Linked DNA regions of Mus musculus: region 2 is linked to region 1. The links are chromatin contacts, called in public Hi-C maps. All regions are on one chromosome and are shown on one strand. The core of a region is the stretch at or near the end of the contact, and the rest is flanking DNA. Distances in the headings are between cores, read along the strand shown. Region 1 holds the start of Oard1 (O-acyl-ADP-ribose deacylase 1). Region 2 holds the start of Rab5a (RAB5A, member RAS oncogene family).

What was found. A called contact is a pair of places that touch in the nucleus more often than the background predicts.
Region 2: a Hi-C map of muscle stem cells shows a contact between it and region 1, with 4 times the contacts expected there. The contact joins the promoter of Rab5a here to the promoter of Oard1 in region 1. A contact is called at or near these places in 4 of 484 Hi-C or Micro-C datasets (CD4 T cells, liver, muscle stem cells and 1 more).

What each region holds. Positions count from the first base shown.
Region 1 is chr17:48,404,696-48,411,792 of GRCm38.p6, forward strand. Oard1 (O-acyl-ADP-ribose deacylase 1) reads left to right here and starts at 5,305. Exons shown (of 6, transcript NM_001289490.1): 1 at 5,305-5,677; 2 at 6,133-6,209; 3 at 6,569-6,713. The coding sequence starts at 6,171. It overlaps Nfya (nuclear transcription factor-Y alpha), which reads right to left and starts at 5,125. Exons shown (of 10, transcript NM_001110832.1): 1 at 4,931-5,125.
Region 2 is chr17:53,475,607-53,482,240 of GRCm38.p6, forward strand. Rab5a (RAB5A, member RAS oncogene family) reads left to right here and starts at 3,628. Exons shown (of 6, transcript NM_025887.4): 1 at 3,628-4,002.

The sequences.
Region 1 (7,097 bases), core at 4,055-6,554:
AGAGGGTGTCAGATCTCATTATGGGTGGTTGTGAGCCACCATGTGGTTGCTGGGATTTGAACTCAGGACCTTTGGAAGAGCAGTCAGTGCCCCTACCTGCTGAGCCATCTCACCAGCCCCCCTCTGTTAATGCTTAAGAATGCGGCCCTACTCAGAAAGTTCATATCCTTTTCTGCCACACCACCCTGGAAAAGCCCCATCTTGTCTTATCTCACAAGCCAAGCAAGGTGGGAATTGATTGGTCAGTCCTCAGTACTTGGATGGGAGTGTTCTTTTCTAGGTGTCTTAAGTGTCTCTCCCTGCCCCCCAGTAGTAACTTACTCTTATAGTGATAAAAAATAAAATGAGTTTGTGGAGAGATAAGCCAGCATTTAATTTGGCAGATGGTAATTATAGAGTCTTAAGTAATAGGTACATGGGTATCCATCATAACATTTTTTTCAACTTCACTGTCTGGAAATTGCTACATTACAATGTAGGGGGAAATATTCAATAAAAATAATCAGGCTCATTCATTACCTGTAACCAAAATAGATCACTATGCCTTTATTGTGGGTTCCAATGGACTGACTACTCAACACACAGATTTCTGGCTCTGACTTGAACTTACAAAGACTTGCAAAGGGAAGACAATATGAATGGCAACATAACTAAATTTAATCACTACCTCATTAGCAATGTATTCGAACTTGATTGCTACTTTACTGGCATGTGTTCATTGTATAATAATGGTTTTTATCTGTATGTTTTAACAATATACATAACCTGTCTGAACTACTGACCCCATTTTACAAATGATCCCTTCTTGTCTTTAGATTATGCATATTTGGTATTTGGCTTTCTGAATATACCTTTGTTACCTTACTATATAGCTTCAGTATCATCCATTTCCCTACAAACACCATAATGCATACTACACTGAGTATACATACATTTTCTTTACCAGTTTACTCACTGATTGGCGCCTACAGATTCCCTAACTTGGTGATGAAGGCACAGCAATGAAGTGCAGTGTCTTTAGTACATGTTGACTCTAGCTTCTTCAAGTGTACTCCCAAGACAGTATAGCGGGATCATATAGTGGGGGGGGGGGGCTGGGGGGGTATGTCTACAGTGTGATGGCTTTTCTTGGTGTCAACTTGATACATTTGGTATTAGCGAAAACCCAAGCAGCTGGGCACACCTGTGAGGAATTGTTCTAAGTTCAATCATTTGATGTGGGTAGGTCTACCTGTAATCTGGCTACACCTGGTGACAGTCCATATAAAGGAACTGGAAGAAGAAAGTGTTTGCCCTTCGCCTACTTGCCCTTGCTGGCAAGTTCATTCCTTCACTGGCTGTACAGCCTAGTACTTCTAGATTCTGTCATATACTGAAGACCAGCTGAACACACACACACACGTCAGTCTCTGTCCTGTTCCTAGAGAACCCTAATACACCAATGTGCATACACTCCACGGTGGCAGAGCTGACTTATATCCCAACCGATGGTATTTAAGAGCTATTCCTATCCTCACTCACCGGCACTCTTTATTTTCTTGATGACAACTATTCTGACTGGTGTGAGAAGGAAATTACAGTATAGTTTTCATCTGCATTTTCCTGATGGCTCAGTATGTTATTTTTAAATACAACTATAGGCCATGTGTATTATTTTGAGAACTGTCTAATCAATTTGAGTATTTATAGCTTAGGTTATTTTGTTTGTAATTTCTGAGCTCTTTCTATATTCTGACTATTAATCCCATCAGCTGAAAAGCTGGCTAAGTTTGCAGATTTTACACCAGCCTGTTGGAGCCAGTTGCCTGAGCTGGTTCTTGAGACCTCAGGTCCAATATGGTAAATCAGCCAAACTAAGTGGCTCCACTAGGGCACCAATGTTTTCCTTACTGGGGGTGAGGGGGCTTGAGGGTGCTAACAGGTGGTCCAGGCTGACCTCAAACTCAGAGATCCACCTGACTCTGCCTTCTGATTGCTGGGATTAAAAGCCTGTACTACTACAGTCCATCCAATGTTTCTGAATTTTACCTTGTTGTCTAACAATGTACCTGTCTCCAGACTAATAAAGTAGGGCTACAATATAAGCAAGCATGGCCCCATGATAAGAAACTCTGACATCAGAAGCCTAGACAGAAAGCAAACTGGAGTTCCTTGAGCCTGAGGGAAGGAGGTGGGAGAGACTGAATAGATGAGCTAGCTCTACGACCATTTTGGGGATGACCAAAGTTCTCACCCTTTTTTTCAAGTGGGACTGTACAGGTGTGGAGAGCTTTAAAAACTCACCAAAATACAGATATACAAGGATTAGATTTTAAAGTTTTTTTTTTTAAGATATTAACAACCTCTGTATTTTACCGCTTCCACTAGCCCCAAGACGCTTTCCTATAAAACTTTCTTCTTGGCTAAATGTCCTAAGTCTGCATCGTCTCAGATTAAATGCAGAATGGAGCCTGAAGTGGGCAAGAGGGCTGGAATAGCTGTAAGGAACATTTGGAGTTGACTCAGTTATCTTGCTGATACAAATGCTCCACTCTTAGGCCATTGAAACCTACTGGGCTTTGGAGGCAGCTTCAAACCCAGCAGCCATTCTGCATTGATAAGGGAGTGGTGGCGCTTGGAGCACAACCCTCAGGTTGCCCATGGTGCCGACTTCTTGGCTCCAGTGCGGCCATATGCTCCTTCCTCCATCAACTCAGCCAGCAGAACTGTGACACAACCTGACACACTTCCTTTCCTTACGCTTTCTGTGCCCAAGTTTATGACAGAATTGAGCCAGCTGGATTTAGTCTGTCTAGCTCTTCTACAGACTTGTGAATGTGTTTTTGAAAGTGAGAATATGAATGAATAGGAATGAGAATGGGTTTATTCTGGCCTCTGAGACATTCTCTTCCATAGCATTTCCTGCCCATTTACATGGCACAGAAGTAGCTGGCCAGCACTTAGAATCTTCAAAAGCTGAAATGCCCAGAAATGCTCCTACAATAAGCATCTGATCACCGCAGTCCATCTGACCTGGCATCACACACACACACCCAGCTAGGGCCTTTGAAGGCTCCAGTGTGCTCCTTGTCTCCACTAAGGAGATAGCATGAACTAAATAACAAAACAAGTTAACTTCAAAGAGGCTTTTAAGTCTAAAAAGGAACAAAAATGTGTATTAGACTCCTAAAGGGAAATACAGTAAATGGAGTTTGGGGGACAGAGGCTTTTCCACTGGGGACAAACCAAGGAAAGCACTGGGAAAGGGTGTCATGTGAGTTAGGTTTAAGTCTGAGATCTCACCCAGATGAAGGTAGTATAGGGTGAAGTATTTCAAACAAAGGGAGATGCCTGGGCTGTGATTAGATTAGAGAAATCGAGAGTCTGCACTACTTTTTCTTAAAGTGCAGATGCAGAGGAACCAGTGGAGGCTCCACAGGTCTGAGTCACAGTGACTGAGGAGAACTGCCTTTTGTCCACAAAAACATTTGGCAGTTTTGAGGTGGACATATGCATCCATTTTTTTTTTTTAAATACCAATCAAAGTTAGAACACCCAGTCCAAATACAAGACTATGGGGTAGAATCCTCAGGTCAGCAACCTTCACCCCCAAGGTTAGGGGAGAAATCCACTCTAGATTAACTTTTAACCTCCAGTCAAAACCGTTTTCAAAAAATTCCTTTGTAAGACCTGCAAAGGTTTTTACCAACTGGACTTTCCCGCCTAAACTCAGTACTCCCGGCCTTTCTGCGTCCAACCGCACTATCTGTTCCAGTTACTCTTTTCAGTCTTTCCTCTCTGAGGACATCACCCTCCATCACCAATCAAAAGCGTGGCGCTGAAAATAGGCTTCCTCATGTAAAGTGCACTTCTGGGTACTGGATCAGATCCCTATGAAACACTAACACCAGTCAATCTCCACCGAGCAGACATAGCTCCTAGCCCTACTCGCTTGCAGCACTTGGGTGACGTCCGCCAAAGACTAATAGCTAGCAGTCCTTGGAAGACTTCCTGTCCCCCGAAGGGGGAAAGAAAATCTAAGCACGTGTAAGTTTTAAAACATCAGTTGAGAAAACGTTCGCGCGGGATTTCAAGGTGTATTAGAAAAAAGAGACACGAGTGGGCCGAGCTATTGAGTGGAGAGATTAAAGGAAAACAAAACCAGAGAGCATCCAAGGGAGAAAAGATCAAGGGAGGAGACAGGGATAATAGGAACTGCGAGATGTGTGCCCCCAATCATTAAGGATGCACAAGGGTTATCAGTTCTGCAACAGCGGCGTTTCAAACACCGAGACACTGAGCAAAAAGAGGAAGAGTGCTTGGTTGGGCTCCAGCACGGAGGTGTGCCGGCACCGCGGGCTGAGCGGGGAGGAAATGACGAGCCAGAAAGGGGTGGTAACGGCGCCGGCCCGGGAGCCCCGGTGGCGGGCCGAGAGGAGGGGCGCGGCAGGCGCGCCAACGGCCCCGGGGTGGGTCTTGGGAGGCCGCGCCGCGCGTCTCAGTCTGGCCTCGCTCCGGATCTGTAGCCCCAACTGTGCAGAGCTCAGGACACACGGGCCTCGTCGGGGCCCGGAATGTGGGGACACACAAGGACAGGCCGTAGGATGAGGCTGGAACGACGTGGGGAAACCGCCACGGTCCGTGGCTGGGCGGTCAGCCACCTGACCTCTCGGGACCGAGGATCGGGGACCGGTGGCGCATCCGCCACCGGCCCCCGGAGACGATCCAGATCCCGAAAAGCCTGGCTCCAGGACGCCGTCCCAACGCTGGACGGCCCCTGCAGGCCTCCACCAACTCCGAGCCGGGGCTACTGGCTACCCAGCTCGGGCAGCCTCGGCTCGACTCCCGGGCTCGACGGACGCCTGGGCCTCTCCTGAGTGGTCAGCGAGACCCGCCAATCGGGGCGCTGGGGCCGGCTCTGGGCCGCTGGATATTGGCTCCTCATACTCACCGTGCCTCGCTCCCCCGGTTCGCTGCCCGCGCTGATTGGCTCCAGTACCGGACCCCGAAACCCAATCAGAGGCTCCAGCCGCCGCTGCCGCCGCCACTGCCGCTGCCTCGCAAAATGGCGAATCTGAACAAAGGGGAATCGGGCCTCCCTCCAACCGCCTTCGCGCAAGCGCCTTCGAGACCACGCCCCATAACCCCGGCCAGCCTGGCCCCGCCCCCTAGGAAGAGCACCGCGCAGGCGTTCCAGAGGCCACACCCACTTCCTGGATTTGACACCGCCTCCCGCCAAAGGCCTACGCAGGCGCCTTTCACACGCTCCGTACGCTGCTGCTTAAACACCTCCCTGAATTATATACCACGCAGGCGCTGACACGCCCCCCTGCCCACCTATTTCTAAGCGTCCACTGGGACCCACCCTCTGGGGCCGAATGCGCAAGCGCTCTTCTTCTCCAGTCGGGGTCGGCATCTCGGTACGCATGCCTGAGCGGTAGCGGGAGCCTACGGAATTTCCCGCCGGAAATTCTGAAGCCCTTACTACCGAGAGCGGGCGCCGCTACCCAGCTAGAGAGGCTCACTTCCGCCCCGTTAAGGGATGGGGGCGGCCATCTTGAGTGTGCGTACAATCAAAAGGCTTTGGCGGGATTTGTTGCGTGTCGGGACTCTTCTGTTGCTTTCCTACCTACGAGGGTTTCATCCCGAACCCTTCCCTGCTTGGAGGAGGGCCTGCTGACGGCCGATTCCTTTGCAGGTGAAGGATGACCCCCCAGTACCCACTTTTCTGCGGGATCCCAGGGTTGCCCTCCTTAGGGTAGGAGGAGAGACGGGGAAGTCTTATCAGACCTTCCTTCCTGTACCTCCAAGACTGGTGGTGATCTTCCCCTGAGAAGCAGTTCTCGGCTCACCCTGCCGCTCAGTGTAACTGTGGCCAGGTCTTTCCCGTTCTAAGCTATATTCTCTGGGAAAATTCTGGACTGTCCTAAACCTTCCCTGCTAGAAGTAAGGAGGTGTGTCTTAGGACCGCCTTTGCTTCGGCTCCTGGAAAGCTGTTTTGTGTTGCCTCTTAGAGGCTGAGTGAGCTCACATCCAGAAAGAATACCTTAAGGAGGTGGGGAAGACTAAATGGGTTGTCAGGGTGATCTGAACACGCTATGTTCGGGCTGCCTGAGCGGTATTTTTTTACTTGCTTTTCCTTTTCATTAGCAGAAGGAACTCTTAAATTCTGGAAATAGCGACTCAGTAGCATGGCCACCCGCCTTAATGAAGATCCAGAAGGAAGTCGAGTGCGTAACAGCTATTAAATTTATCGGTGAAGTGAAAATCAGAATAATTGAGGTCAAAAGCATAAACACTTTTTAATTAAACCAATAATTGGATTCTCGCCCCTCCCTGTTTGTTTCTCTCTAGCTGATTTACTTAGAAAAGGCTAATACAACCCTAGGCAGATAATAACCATCCATCACTTTCCTTTTACAGATACTTTAAAATATCGTGGTTAACTCCTAAGTTGGGAAGAGTTGTCTTTAATTCAGAGTGTCAGAGAAGCAGGGTTGAAGCAGTGGGGGTGGGGCTCTGTTGAAGATCTGAAAGGAGAAATAGTTTTCTGTTTTTAACCTTTTTTTTTTTCCTTTGCACGTTTTAGATCACTTACGTGAAAGGAGATCTTTTCGCATGTCCCAAAACAGACTCTCTAGCCCATTGTATCAGTGAGGATTGTCGAATGGGTGCTGGAATAGCTGTTCTCTTCAAGAAGAGATTCGGAGGGGTGCAGGAACTGTTAAGTCAACGTGAGTTTCCAGAGCATCGTAGCCTGGTTCATGCTGGCTGAAGCCTGATTTGGTCTTCCGCTATACTCTGTGTACATGTACAGTCAAAGAGATTTCTAGTGACTGCTTTTAACTGTTAAGGGTTTTGTTGTTGTTATTGCTGCTGCTGTAGTTTTTTTAAACTTCCTCAAGATTGGCCTCTGCTGTAGATCTTTACCACACTAAATCAGAGCTGTTGTCAAAGTTTCCAGTCTCTTCGCCCTTTTTGTGTATGAATTTGCAGTGTGCAGATACATACATGTAAGGAGTCCAGATGTTGGCAACATCTGTCTTTGTTGGCTCTCCACCTTTCTCTTTTCTTTTTCTTTTCTTTTTTTTTTTTTTCTTTTCTTTTTTTTTTTTAGC
Region 2 (6,634 bases), core at 2,378-4,877, 5.1 Mb after region 1:
GATGGGGAGGAGGAAAGGAAGGAGTCACAAGCAGGACCTCCACTAGGAAGGAACTGAGAACAAATGGAACAGAGGAAGGGAAGTGGTGTGGTGACAAGAATTTCAATCAGGCACATCAACAAGTGGACTGAGAGAGCTGTCAGAGAGAAATGTTCCAAATCACAGAGGAGAAGTGTCACTTTTCACATGATAGAGGCCCAATCGGGCAAGAGGAGCTTTCTGGCACATGGGTGTATCTTTTGTAGTAGTCCAACAGAGACAAAGCAGGCAGCTCCAGAGTGACATACAGTAGAGGAGGAGAGTCAAATGGTTAGAACAGGAGAGAAAACAGCTAAAGATGTGGACTGGGAGAGGCTTTTGGGGAAAGGGAACATTCCAATTGAGGCAGACAAGTAAGTGGCTTAGTAGAGAGATGCCTGGGTGACAGGTGCCCAACAAAGCAAAGCAGGTTCCAGGGACCATAGAGACTAAGAAGACCTTTACCAAGTAGGTGAGGAGAGGACAGACAAAGGGTTAGAGCAGGGGGTGCAAAGAAGTAGCTGAGGAAGTAGAATCTAGAATTTAGAGTCAAATATGGTGAGTAGCAGAAGCCAGAAGAAACAAATAATCTATACATACCTCAGGAGAGTCAAATCAGCAGCTTGGTTCGATTAGGAGAGGCTGAGCCCCTTGGGGGTGGAGAGTGTTATATATGTCCCTCCTGGTGACTGAAATGAAGACATAATATTTCCAAAGTGTGGTTGAGAAGAGTACAGCCAGGGACATCCAAAGGAGTCCAGAGCAGGGAGAGAAAGTAGTAGACTAAACGTGGCCAATCGACTTAACTGAACCATGAGAGGGGAGGGGAGAGAGAGAGAGAGAGAGAGAGAGAGAGCCAAGAGCAGAAGACCAAGAGAGTTACAGCCGCAATGGCAGGATTATATAGAAAACAAATGCTAAGGGAAGAAAAGCAAAGCCTGTGGGATGGAGAGGTTTAGGGGAGCAGGCAGGGTAAGAAGAGCTGAGAGGAACCACAGATACTGAGTGAGCCTGAAGGCCAATCTTACACTGTTGGATGCTAATAAGCACCACAGTTAGCCATCTGTCCTATTTTCTTTGGGACTTGTTAACTCCAGTTCTCAGTATTCTACTCATGTTGCAGAATATTTGATTATACTGTGAACCCTGAGATTCTGTTGTTTACTGGATAAACCTGTCTCTAGTTGTGGTACGGTTCACCCTTAGCATATACTACTTTAATCCCTCTGGCTAGAATACAGACATGCCCTTAGTATATACCTTTAATCCCAAACAATGAGAATAAAATTAGTTTGTAGAAGGAAGCGCACATGTTTGAAAGCGATGTCTAATTGAATGGCAGACAAAGTGACAAATCAGAGAAAGATATGACAGAACAGGATATGCTCAACTCTCATGAAAAGAAAGAGAAGCTACTTGGGATGGGCAGTGCGGAGAGAAAGGAGGCAGTTGTACTGGGAAAGCTTTAGAGAGAAAGACTGAAGAGAGAGCAAGCTAGACACAGGTAAGACAGAACCCACCAGAAAATGAGGAGCCAGAAGATTAGAACATACCGCCTGAATTAGTTTGAGGCCAAGCAGAGCAAAAAGTCAAAGGCCGAGTGAGAAGCCAGGTTGAATTAGCTTGAAGAGGAGTTTGAGCTGGAACCTCGGAGCTTGAAGGCATTCTAGGCCTAGATTAGATTGTACAGAGGCTAGAAACTTCCAGGACCAGTCCTAGATTAGCCGACTGTGGCAGTATGCAGAGACAGCAATTACTTCAGGTAAATAAAGGATACTACTACCTAAGAGGGCAGGACATCCTCTTCTGAGAGCCATATGGTATAGAGACATATATTCAAGAAAACATTCATAAACATAAAATCAAATTTAAAAATGATTTTAAAGAAAGAGTACTTGAAGTTAAGGAGGAAAAGTCATGGTGGAATATGAGAGTATTTGGGGGAAAGGAAATTGGAAGGGTGGATTTGATCAAAGCATTCATGTCCGTGTGGTTTGTGTATAAAGGAAGTTTGTAGTGCCAGATGTATAAACTGAGGCCACGACTACTCAAAGGCATGCTTGTTTGAAGGGAAGGAAGGGTTTTGTTGTAGGTATGAGGGAAAGTACAGCCAGAGGCATCTGGAAAAATCCAGAGCTGGGAGAGAAAAGTGTAGACTGGACATGGCCATGGGGTGGGATGGGGTAGTGAGACAGGAAGACAAAGGAGCAAAGGAGGCCACAGGAGAGGGGAGCGGGAAGGAGAGAGGGAGAGGGAGAGGGAGGGAGAGAGAGAGAGAGAGAGAGAGAGAGAGAGAGAGAGAGAGAGAGAGTCAAATAGTAGGGTTACATGGGAATGAGAAACTAGAAGAGGGAAGCTCATGACTTGGAGAAGTTTAGGGTAGGAAGTGGGGTGAGAAGAGCCACAGGTACTGAGTAAATCAGAAGGCTAGCCTTGTGTTTTGGTATGCTAATAGGCACCACAGAACCTTTCTGACAGAGACAAGGAATGACTCTTTTGATAGAAACCAGTGCCAGAATTTAGGGGAGTGGAGTATTTGGACCTATGCGGATCAAGGGAACGTCTTAAATAGGTGTGCTGTGGGCAGCCATAAACATCTTGGGCTGCTGTTCATTGGAATCTTAAGAACTAGTGTTATGGAGCCGGCTGCAGGCTAGACTATATCTAACCTGTGATCGTGGCCAAATTATTTGCCTCCCTCATTCATTCCACAAACATGCCAGGACTCTGTGTGCTTATCAACTGTGCTTATCAATGGGTGTGTGTGTGTGTGTGAGAGAGAGAGAGAGAGAGAGAGAGAGAGAGAGAGAGATCACTCCAAAATGTTTACTACTTAGTTCAATGGGGAATTCCAAATAAACGCTAATTATTAGGATTTCCTCCTTTTCACTCAAAAAACAAACAAAACAAAACAAAAAACCACACACACAGGTAAACTCTCAATAAAAGCAAGTTATTCTTTTGAGGTTTGCTGTCTAAAGGCAGCTTTTGAATTTAAGGGTCTTAATTCTCTCCGAGATCACAGACACGCCCATTCTCGGAAAAGCAGGGCATTTCCAGAGCCACAGGAGCCCTCGCTCGCCTAAACCCCTTTACTGAGCTGCTGAAGTGGTGTGAGAGGCCTGTGAGTGAACCATCAGACCGAAAATCGCCGCAATGGGAAGACAACCCAGGCTGACAATGGCAGTGGGGACCCTGTCAGCTCCGATGAGACCCATAAAACGCAGGTCTGGCCCACGCCTCTCGGGTTCCCAACCCGCCGGCTTAGAGCGCCGCCACCCAGATAACAATGGTGGTACTGAGGGTGGAGCCCCGGGGAGGAGGAAGGCAGAGCAAGGAAGTGAGTAGGTCTGGCCCCAGGGAATTGGAGAAGACACGTGACGCAACCCCACGCCCCCCTCTTCATTCCTGACGCTCCTGCCTCGCCTTGCAGCCGGAGCCCAAAGATGTCGGTTCAGATCAAGGAGGCGTTAGAGAGGGCCGAACTATTCTCCCTTAGCGCACCCGGGGATGTCACGTGACTTCGGCCCCGCCCCCTTAGGAAGCCGCTGCCGGCCTCCTGGGAGGGGCAGCGGCGGAAATGACGTCACGGCGTTCTTCGCTGCGTGCGGCTACGTGGCGGAGCCGGCGGAAGCAGTTCCTGCGCTGGAGCCCGAGTGTTTGTGTTTTGGTTCGTGAGGAGCCGGGGCGGTCTGAGGGGAGGAGACCGAGGGAGGAGGAGGAGGAGAACGACGACGACGAGGAAGAAGTCCTCGGAACTCGAGCGCGGCGACTCTGGAGGAGGAGGAGAAAGGAAGGCGGAACGGAGAGGCGGAGACGCAGCCCGGCAGGGGCGGCGGCACGGCGGGCGGCGCTCAGAGTCCCGCGCCGGCCAGGGTGAGAAGAAGGAGCGAGCAGGCGACGCCGCCGCTGCAGCCGCGGCGCATCCGATCTCCGGGCCGGGCCGGGCCGTGCGTGGCCTCGCTGCCGGGAGACGCGGCCCAGGTAAGCCGCCGTCGGGGCGGGTCCCTGTGGTCCCGGGCCGGGCTTGGGGCCTCCAAGCCGCCGCGGGCCCTCAGCGCTTAGTGACTCATTCTTCTAGCAGCTTCGGGGCCTGGGACGTGGGGAATCCTCTGAGGGAGCGGCGGGTGGCACCCTCTTCCCTTCACAAGATGGCGCCGTGGGAAGAGCCTGGGGCCCTGGCGGTCTCCAGCCCGGTCTTTGGGGCTCTGTCCCGGCTACTGAGCCGGATCGCATCCGGGGTGACGGGGGTGGCTCAGGAGCGCGCCCACCAGGCCCAGCGGAGCTCCTGGCCCCGGCACCCCGGTTTGATTTCTCGGCTTCTTCCAGACAGGAACCCAGGCCTCCAGCAGGTGGGGATTGGGGAGCTCCGCCTACCTCTGACCGGCTTGGCCGGGCTGTGCGAGTAGTGGGATCCTCTGGTCCCTTCCGTGGGAGGTGGGAAGCCCGGGCCAAGGTGCGAGCAGGTTAACATCCTAACGCCTCCAGAAGTTTAAAGCTTTGACTGTCACTCTTGGCATATTAGTTTTTGCCTCGCCGAAATGGATTTAAAGTTCTGAATCAGTTGCCTTGCACGTAACTAATTAAAAAAAAAAAAACTGTTACATCTTCCAGAATATTGAGGTCTGCCCAGAATCGTTCTTAATGTAAAATTTGAACCCGTGGGGTTGTGAACAAAGTAGGCAGCACAACAGTGCCTGGCACAATTTAAGGGCTCAGTGCAATTTTTTTAATCAAAGACTTCCTAACTGTATAAAAAAACTATTTTAAAGATTGGAGATGCATATTATGCAAAAGTTTTCTTTGACGGAATAAAAGTACAAGTTATAAGTGCAGAACCTCTGTGCACTGAGCAGTAGCTTCACTGAACACCCCCAGCCCTCGCACTTAACATTAATACCATGTTCAACCTGTGTAGGTTTATACTTGGGCTTATTTCCGTTTGAGGTCTTTGGAAGTAAAAGATTTAGTAGCTTTGCACTTTAAAAGACACTGACTGTGAAGGCACCCCGCCTGTCATCCCAGCACTCTGGAAGCTGAGGTAGGTAGGATCAGGAGTCCAGGCCATCCGTAACCTATCCTGTGCTTGCCTAGGCGACAAGTCCCTGTCCCTCAAAAATGTGATCGGGATGTGGGGCAGGAAACAGTTTTTAAAAACTAAGTACAAAATTTTGTTTGTATTTTCTGTGAGAATCGATGTTTTCCCTGAGATTTTGGAAGTACCATAGGAATACAGAACAAGTTTTGTCCTGGATAAGTCATTTACTGTTTTATAGGTAAGGAACAATTGAGAAACATTTAAGCTGAAGGTATGTTGGTGCCTTTTTCAGTCTGTATGAAGTCTATTGATCTACAAGCATTAATTAATTAACTAATTCACCAAGAGGCCATTTTAATTGCCAGTTTCAAACACTGTGTACTTAGTAAGCACTGTATCAGAGACTAGATATGTTGTCTTATTTAATTCTTAACAGTTGCTGTGCAATGTTAGGGTATAATGAATATAGAAAATTTGAAAATTAAAACTTAGATTGACATAGCTGAGACTAGACTTCAGAATCTGGTTTGTTTTATGGATTGGGGAGAAATGGGAATTTTGCTTAATTACTTTTGACAAGCTCTCACAGTATAGTTCTGGGTGACTTGAAACATGCTTTGCAGGCCAGGCTAACTTGGAACACACAGCCATTCATCCACCTTTTTCTGGCCCTGGAGTGCTAGAATTAAAATCTTGGCCCACTGTGTCTGTTGTTTTGAGACAAGCCTTGCTAAATATTTCTGACTGGCATGCTTCTGTCTCAGCTTCTCAAGTTCTAGGACCACAGACAAGCTCCATCATGCCAGGATGAAATGGTAGTTTTATTTATGTGCTGTTGGTTAGAAGCAGCTCAAACATTTCATCTGTAAATGTGTTGGTATTTATTGGTAAAGATAGGAACTCTTCAAAGCTAGTAACTAGATTAGGCTAGAAGATGGTATCTTAAAAACGGAGCTGGGCTTGGTGTGGCATACCTTTAATTAGAGAACTCAGGAGGCAAAGGCAGATGTACTGATTGATCTCTGAGTTCAGGGACAGCCATGGCTAAACAGAGAGCCGTTGTCTTAAAACAACAAACAGATAGCACGGAGATCTTATGGATATATTCGTTAATGAATTTGTCATTATCAAGTGTTCCATGTATTAATTCAAATTTTATAGGAAATATAAATTTCTATAATTAAGTATAAATTAAGTGTAGCTTTTGGTCAAAGATTTTTTTAGGAAGAAAATCCTTAGTATATTTTGTTTTTGATAAGCTTATAACCCACATTTAGTATATGCGTGTGATGTTTGCATGTGTATGTATTCCTGTGTGAAGGAATGTGCATTTCACAGCATTTTCATGGAGATCAAAGGGACAACCTTGGTCCTCACCTTTTCACCATATGTGCTTCCCAGAATCCAAATCTAAGCTTATATTTCAAGTGCTTTACCCAGTGGTCTTTCTCTTCCTCCTTTTTTAAACAAAGTTTTTTGGTAGCCTGGGCTAGCCTTAGAAGGACTTCACAGCCCTCCTTCCTCCAGTTCTCTGAGTGCTGGGATTACAGGCTCCCCCCCCCCCCCAATCTAGGCTCC